Regions from separate parts of the Mus musculus genome. Here region 2 is linked to region 1. The links are chromatin contacts, called in public HiChIP or PLAC-seq maps. All regions are on one chromosome and are shown on one strand. Each heading gives the region's core, a stretch centred on a gene start, on an enhancer-like site or on the middle of the called end of the contact. The rest is flanking DNA. Distances are from core to core; before and after follow the strand shown.

Region 1 (3,539 bases), core at 360-2,859:
CGAAAGGACTCTAGAAGAACGATGATAGCATTCTTAGATACTCTGTTCTTAAACACAGACTAAGGCCCTCTCTTAAAGGTCCCTACTTCTTCTGAGTTGAAATGGGAGTTGACAAATGGAAACTCAAATTGTGACTTTCTGATTGTGTATGCATGCAGGTATTACCTGTGGCCAGAGTCTTGCTAGATAACCCATATTAACTTTGAACTCCATACCCTCCTGCCCCAGCCTTCTGGGCGGTGTCACTACACGGGGCTATTGCCAGATTATTTTTCAAGTATTCTAGAAAATCTTAGGACCCATCCTTTCCTTGATTGACTTACTATACCCTTCCTGCCATCCTTTGGTAAAATGACTCAGCTCAGCTTTTAGTCATTTAGTTTTTGTGTGTTTGCTTTTTGCTTTCAAGACAAAATTTTCCTGTTTAGCCCTGGCTGTCCTAGACCTCCCTCTGCAGACCAGGCTGGCCTATAACTCACAGAGATCTATCTGCTTCTGCCTCCTGGGTGCTGGGATTAAAGGTGTGCTCCACCATCCGGCTTGTCATTTAGGCTCTCACATATGTAATTCATGAAGTTTATTTTTTATCTCTCAATTACTTCTCTTAAAAAGAAGCCTGGGCAGAGGCCAACAGTGGAGAAAAGGGATGTCACCAGGCCAGGATCTAGGAATGATCAGCTCTGCATGGTTTTTAGGGCAAAAGTGCTAAGATCTTTAAGGAGCCTGGATACCAGAAGAGCAGCCAAATGTTTTTCTTAAACAGGCCACAGCCAGAGTCCTGACTGCATAGAGTTGTGGTTCTCAACCTTCCTAATGCTGCGACCCTTCATGTTGTGGTGACTCCTAACCATTATTTTCATTGCTACTTTATAATTTTGTTACTGTTTATCAACTGTAATGTTGATAAATATCTGTGTTTTCTGATGGTCTTAGGCCACTTCTGCGAGAAGACCATTTGATCCACAAGGGGTCGTGACAGACAGGTTGAGAAACACTGAGCTAGAGAACCTGGGAGGTGAAAAAGTTGGTAGATGGACAGAGCACTGGCCACGCATGCAGGGGGCTTTAAGGTAGATTAGCGCACAACAGAAACAAAGCAAAACAACAAACTCGGGTTGGTATACACCTGAAGAGTAGGAAGAAGAATCGCGGTGAGTTGTCTAGGTGAGTCCCAGGCTAGGCTGAGTGTCAGAGTATGCTCGCCTCCCCCAGCCTCACCTTATGGAAGACCATCTATTAGAAGAAGAAGCGGGGGTGGGGTGGGGTGGGGTGGGGTGGGGGAAGCCGACGTAAAGAGAGCATATCACAAAGTTCACTTCTAAAGAAAAGGCCGCTCGCACTGCGCGCCCAGGGCAGCAAGCGTGTGAGGGCAGCATGCGTCTGCAGGATCGCGACTCTACCAAGCGGCGGCGGGTCGGCCATCGGCTCCGAGCTACTACAGCCCGACAGGGTCCTCTCCTCCAGTCCTGGGGTCTGAGTAGAGCCCCCGTTGTTGCTGCGGTGGCAGGAAGTCTCGGTGAACTACAAATCGAGGCATGCTGGGAACATTCCCTGCTCCTCCCAGGAAATGTCCTTTGTCCAGCCCCACAGGAAGCCCCAGCGAGGAGGTAGTGGGCAGCCAGCCCGAGTGCCAGCCCGCGGTTGCATAGCCTCAGCACCGGGCGCCAGGCTTGGGCAGTGCGCTCAGAGCTGCCCGGCGCATCACAGGTAGGAGCGCTGCTGCGGCTGGGCGCGCCGGCTTCGCGGATAGGGAGCTGGGAACCTGAGCTGATCATCTAGGGGCTGGGATGTGTGCTGTGGCTGAGCTGCCGCGCGAAGCTGTCCTTCGCACACTGGACTGTGGTCCGCCACCCCGTGGGCTCAGGAACCAAGGACAGAAGGGGACCCTTCGTGTCCTATAGCTGGGTTGAGCTCCCTTTGGTCTCTGTGGCGAGGGGAGGGGAGGAGGAGGCTGAGACTGCGCTGCCAGAGCAAGTCGGACCGTCCCACAGACCACCGAAGGGGGCATCAGAGACCCTGGGAGACCAAGCCCAGGGAGGAGCTTGCAAGACAAGCAGAAGGTGAAAGGCTTTGTGTGCATCGGTGCATCAGCTTAGATCGTGCTCCCTTTGCCTACTAAGTCAGTGCCCCCAGCCCCACTGTGAGGAAGGGGATGAAGGCGGGGACTTTGCGAAGGTCAGCAGGTTCATTTTGGCCCTTGTGAAACGTGTCTGTTACCTGCTCCTCCCATCTGTCTGACCGATTCGGATTGCCACCTGGGGGCTGCGATCGGACTGGGAGAAAGGTACAATGAGGACCTGCGAAAGGAAGGCTGAGCTAGCCAGCCGCGCGTGGCTCAGGAGGGGTCGTTGTCTGGTTTTGCTAGAATCCCCAACCACAAATATCCACGTTGGCTGATCATGGGCAGGTGGTGGACAGAGCTGGAGCCTGCGGCCAGAGAGCTTATTGAGGCTCAGGTGGCCTGGGGTGAGGCATATGTTAGCATGAGGGATGGTGAAGAGGAACAGTGAGACAGAGACCCTGGATGTACCTTACAGCCAGAGCACACAATAGCAGGTCTCTAGAACGGGACTTTAAGACTTCCTCTGGGACTTCCTCTGATTTAACCTTTATTTTCTTAACCACGCCCCCATCCCCCCCCCGCAGTGAATCAGCCACCCCCCACATGAGTATGAGGCATAATTTAATTTAGTGCTGTAATCCTGCCTGTTGAGTCAGGCTCCGTTGGCTGTCAGCATTCCCATATAGTGGGTCTCTTCCCAAGAGACCGTTGTGGTAAATGTGGCAATAGCTAGCGAGTTGGTGGTCTTTGTGAGCTGCTATGGACAAATGGGCAAGTTTAAACACAACCGGAGTGTGACTCCCATAAGGGAATTAATTCACCTGCCTCTGATGCCTTTCTGATCTTCTATGTGTATACAAGTGTGCATCCCTTCTCTTAAGGAAACATATGGTGATTACTTAATGTATAATGTACTTTAAAACCAAAGGAATTCCTCTTGAGTAGTAGGCGGATTATTTCAGGTGCACGGGGGGGAAAAGGATGCTTTGGACCCTGGATTAATGGCTTGTAGGGGGTGGAAGGCTTTTCACTGGCACTGTTAGATAAGACATGTGAACTAAGTTGGAATGAACTAACTGGAATTGTACAGGCAGCCAATGTTAGATAAAATGAAGAAAGAGTGTCTGCATCGGAAAAAGTTCCCGGTTGTACACACTGGCTGTGCTTGGAGGAGGTAGGATCTTTAGGGGAGAAATTGACAGTCCAAGAGACAATGACCTGAGATTGAACCAAGACCATACAGTGAAAGTCAAGCTGCCTTCCAGGTCACTCAGGAGAAAAAAAAAAAAACATGATGGCATTCAAAACCTACTGGAATTAAGGAGTGAGTGACAAGAAGTCAGAAAACTCAAAGGGCGCAGCTAAATTGAAGGGACCGGGTGACCTCACTGGAGGCTGTATGTCTGAGGCTGATAGATTTGCATAGCATTTCCCTCTCCTCCTGCCAAGAGCTCTTTGGATTTCTCCAGAATCTACT
Region 2 (3,482 bases), core at 586-3,085, 220 kb before region 1:
GGACCCCTGCTTAGCTCCCCTTCAACCTGCCCTTCCTTTTCCAAACCCAGTCCTCAGCCCACCCCCAAGCCTCTTCTTTTAGCGTGGCCATGCATCCTAGGTTTTCTGGGGTCTCTTATTTGGTCTCCTTGCCTGCTTTCCCTCACACAGTTCCATGGAGGAATGTGATGGGATGCTCTGCTGATGTGAGGCTCTGCTGATGGTGCTGGGATGGACCTAGCCCAAGTTATGTTACCTTAGGATGTCCACATACCTGACCACATTTAAAATTCTATCTGGGAAGGGGAATATCATTTGAATGTAGACACATAAAGTAAATTTAAAAAAAAAAAGTTAAAATGAAAAAGAAAGTCTGTCTTTTCAGGTGACTAGCTCTCTCTCTCTCTCTCTCTCTCTCACACACACACACACACACACACACACACACACACACACACACACACACACACCAAAACAAAGAACCAAAACTTCACAACTGGCCAAAGTGCAGAGACTAAGAGTCTATGGAGTGCTCAGCCACAGAGGTATCTGTCACACCCTACACCACCCTACAGGTCTCAGGGGCCATCTAGGAAAAGAGGGTGAAAAGACTGTAGGAGCCAGATGCGGAAGGGGACCAAAGGAAACAGCATCCTCTAGGCATGATGGGATCTCCACAATTATGAGTGCAGAGCAGCTGTGGCTGCCTGCACAAGATCAAGATAATTAACGTTCCAGCCTGGAGGGCGGAAGGGCTGGCAAGCTGCCACCTCTGAGTATGGCGACAGCCTTTTCAATGCTCATGTCTTTCATTCAGGGAAAGTTCTCTGAGGCCTTCACCCCTCCATAAGTGCTGTGCTTTTCTCTCATACTCCTCCCCTCCCTTTCCTTCTCAGCCCAGAGTCATGCCTTCTGCCACACATTTTTCTTCACCATCGTTTTGTCATCTGTCACCTGTGCATAGTCATACTACAGTTATATTCACCATGTACCTTTCTCAGAATACCCCTGGATTTCTCCCGACCCCAACAAGTGCTTACTGAGCATGGCAACACTATCATGAAAATTCTTGACCAGCAGCAAAAGAGGCAAAAACCATCGTTTTCTAGTTCGGCCATAGAACTCTGAAAAGCCAGCAGCTGGAACCCTGGGGCAGGAGGGTGGGATGTGGAATCTGGGACTATCTGACTCGTGTCTTCAGCTTCTTGGAGAGACCCACCAGAAAATGGGGCACACTTACTAGTGAGGTGTGGGAGGTGCTATCAAATGTGGGAGTTTTTTGTTTTGTTTAGTTTTGTTTTTTGTTTTGTTTTGGTGGTGATGGTGCTTTTGTTATTGTTGTTTGTTTGAAACAGAGTTTCTCTGTGTAGTCCTGGAACTCACTCTGGAGACCAGCCTGGCCTTGAACTCACAGAGATGTGCCTCTGCCACTCAGAGTTCTGGGATTAAAGGCATGTTCCACAACCAACGGCCAAAACATGTGAATTTTTTTCTGTTCTCCTGTAGACAGGCTCCATAAGTTGTCTTCTGAGCCAATTTCCCTATTCTTTCTCCATTTTGGACACTACAACCACCCCTCCGCATCCCACATATTCAGAACACGCTGTAGCGTGCTCTTTATTCTATCGTGCTTGTCTCCCTCTATTTTTTTTTTTCCCGAGACAGGGTTTCTCTGTATAGCTCTGGCTGTCCTGGAACTCACTCTGTAGACCAGGCTGGACTTGAACTCAGAAATCCATCTGCCTCTGCCCCCTAAATGCTGGGATTAAAGGCGTGCGCCACCACGGTCTCCCTCTATTCTTAAGCGCGAGCTTAATTCACTGCCGGGTTAGGGGTTGGGGGTGGGGGAGGAAAACGGAACTGGATGCGTTAGGTAAGGGGCGCGCCTGGGGAAACCCGCCATCTAGGCCCTGAGAGTCCCGTTTTCCCAGGAAAGCCTGCCAGAGGAGCAGTGCGCCTGGGGCTCCTGCGCTTATAGAGGAGTCCCATGGAAATCTGATGCACAAACCAGGCTGGAGTTGCTCCTGCTACTCCTGGGTCCAGGACAAACCAAGCGGGGATAAATAGAACAGATCATGAGGTCAGTGTGGGCCTTCCTGCCCCAGCACCGCTGGCTGTTTCTGACGATGCTCTTTCATGAGGCTGTAGGCGAAGAAGACCTACTATTTGACCCTGACTGGGGCTTTGACTCATATGAAATCACCATTCCCAAAGTAATAAGCTTTAAGAAAGGGGCGCAGGGTGTAGACAGTTCTTTGTCATACCTCTTACAGATAGAAGGCAAGGCGCGTGTTGTTCACCTGCGACCCAAGAAGTTACTGTTGCCAAGACATCTGCCAGTTTTCTCCTTCACTCAAGAGGGCAGTCTGATAGAGGATTATCCGCATATACCAGACCAGTGTAATTACGTGGGCTCCGTGGAAGGCTCTCAGGAATCCGAATCTACTCTGAGTACATGCATGGGAGGTCTGCGAGGCGTACTGAACATTGACTCCAGATACTACCAAATCGAGCCCCTCAGGGCCTCTTCCAGTTTCGAACACGTGGTGTATCTCGTAACTGAGGACAACTTTAACAATGAGACTTGTGGTGTGGTTGATGAAGAAACAGGTGGGCAAACAGCCGAGGAAGAGGAGATGGCTAGGATAAGTAGTTTTCATCAGTCCTACAAGCACCAAAGGTACCTGGAACTGGTCATGGTCTTTGACCTGGATAGATTCGTGTTTGCCCGTGGCAATATGTCTAGGATGGTGGATGACGCCATTCTTTTGGCTTCAATTGCAGACACCTACTTTCAGGATGTCAGCTTGAAGATTCAACTGAAAGCGCTTGAAGTCTGGACATACTATAATAGAATACGTCTTTATTATCCCAGTTTATCTGAAGTTTTAGGTCAATTCGTGCATTACAAAAGAAACTCAATGCATCACCGGCTTCCCGCGGACTGGTTCCATTTATATATTGCGAGAAGATATATAGATGCTAATGCATGGTCCTGGGGAAGAGCCTGTGAAGAATTCCATGCTGGATCAGCAAGCAGCTTCCTCAATGTTAATATCCTTGGGCCTGCTACTTGGACTGCTCATGAATTGGGCCATTGTGTGGGGATGATACATGATGAGGAATTCTGTCAGTGTAGAGGTAGGAAGAGCTGCATCATGGGGACAGGACGTACAGGGTTTAGTAACTGTAGTTACCATCAGTATTTTTTACACGCATCTTATAAAATGTCCTATTGTCTGTCTGACTTCCCAAAGCTACATATCGTAGAGAGGTGTGGAAATAAAATTGTGGAAAACAAAGAGGAATGTGACTGTGGTTCTAAAGAAGACTGCAAAAAAGACCTGTGCTGTGGGCCGGACTGTAAATGGAAAGAAGGTGTCAACTGCTCCTCTGGGCTTTGCTGTCATAAATGTAACTTCCTTCCATCAGGATATGTGTGTAGGAAGGAAGTGAATGAGTGTGACCTCGAAGAGTACTGTGATGGGACCTCAGGTGTCTGT

The links. HiChIP or PLAC-seq counts read pairs in DNA pulled down with a chosen protein or histone mark.
Region 2: an H3K4me3 HiChIP or PLAC-seq map of stem cell-derived neural progenitor cells shows a contact between it and region 1, with 2.1 times the contacts expected there. The contact joins the promoter of Adam30 here to the promoter of Zfp697 in region 1. A contact is called at or near these places in 5 of 39 promoter capture datasets (embryonic stem cells, hematopoietic stem and progenitor cells, liver and 1 more), 3 of 115 datasets of contacts at active chromatin or transcription factors (embryonic stem cells and stem cell-derived neural progenitor cells) and 1 of 9 other capture datasets (embryonic stem cells).

What each region holds. Positions count from the first base shown.
Region 1 is chr3:98,380,872-98,384,410 of GRCm38.p6, forward strand. It overlaps Zfp697 (zinc finger protein 697), which reads left to right and starts at 1,610. Exons shown (of 3, transcript NM_172863.4): 1 at 1,610-1,707. It also overlaps a transcript of Gm52610 not described here.
Region 2 is chr3:98,158,799-98,162,280 of GRCm38.p6, forward strand. It overlaps Adam30 (a disintegrin and metallopeptidase domain 30), which reads left to right and starts at 1,836. Exons shown (of 1, transcript NM_027665.2): 1 at 1,836-3,482. The coding sequence starts at 2,055.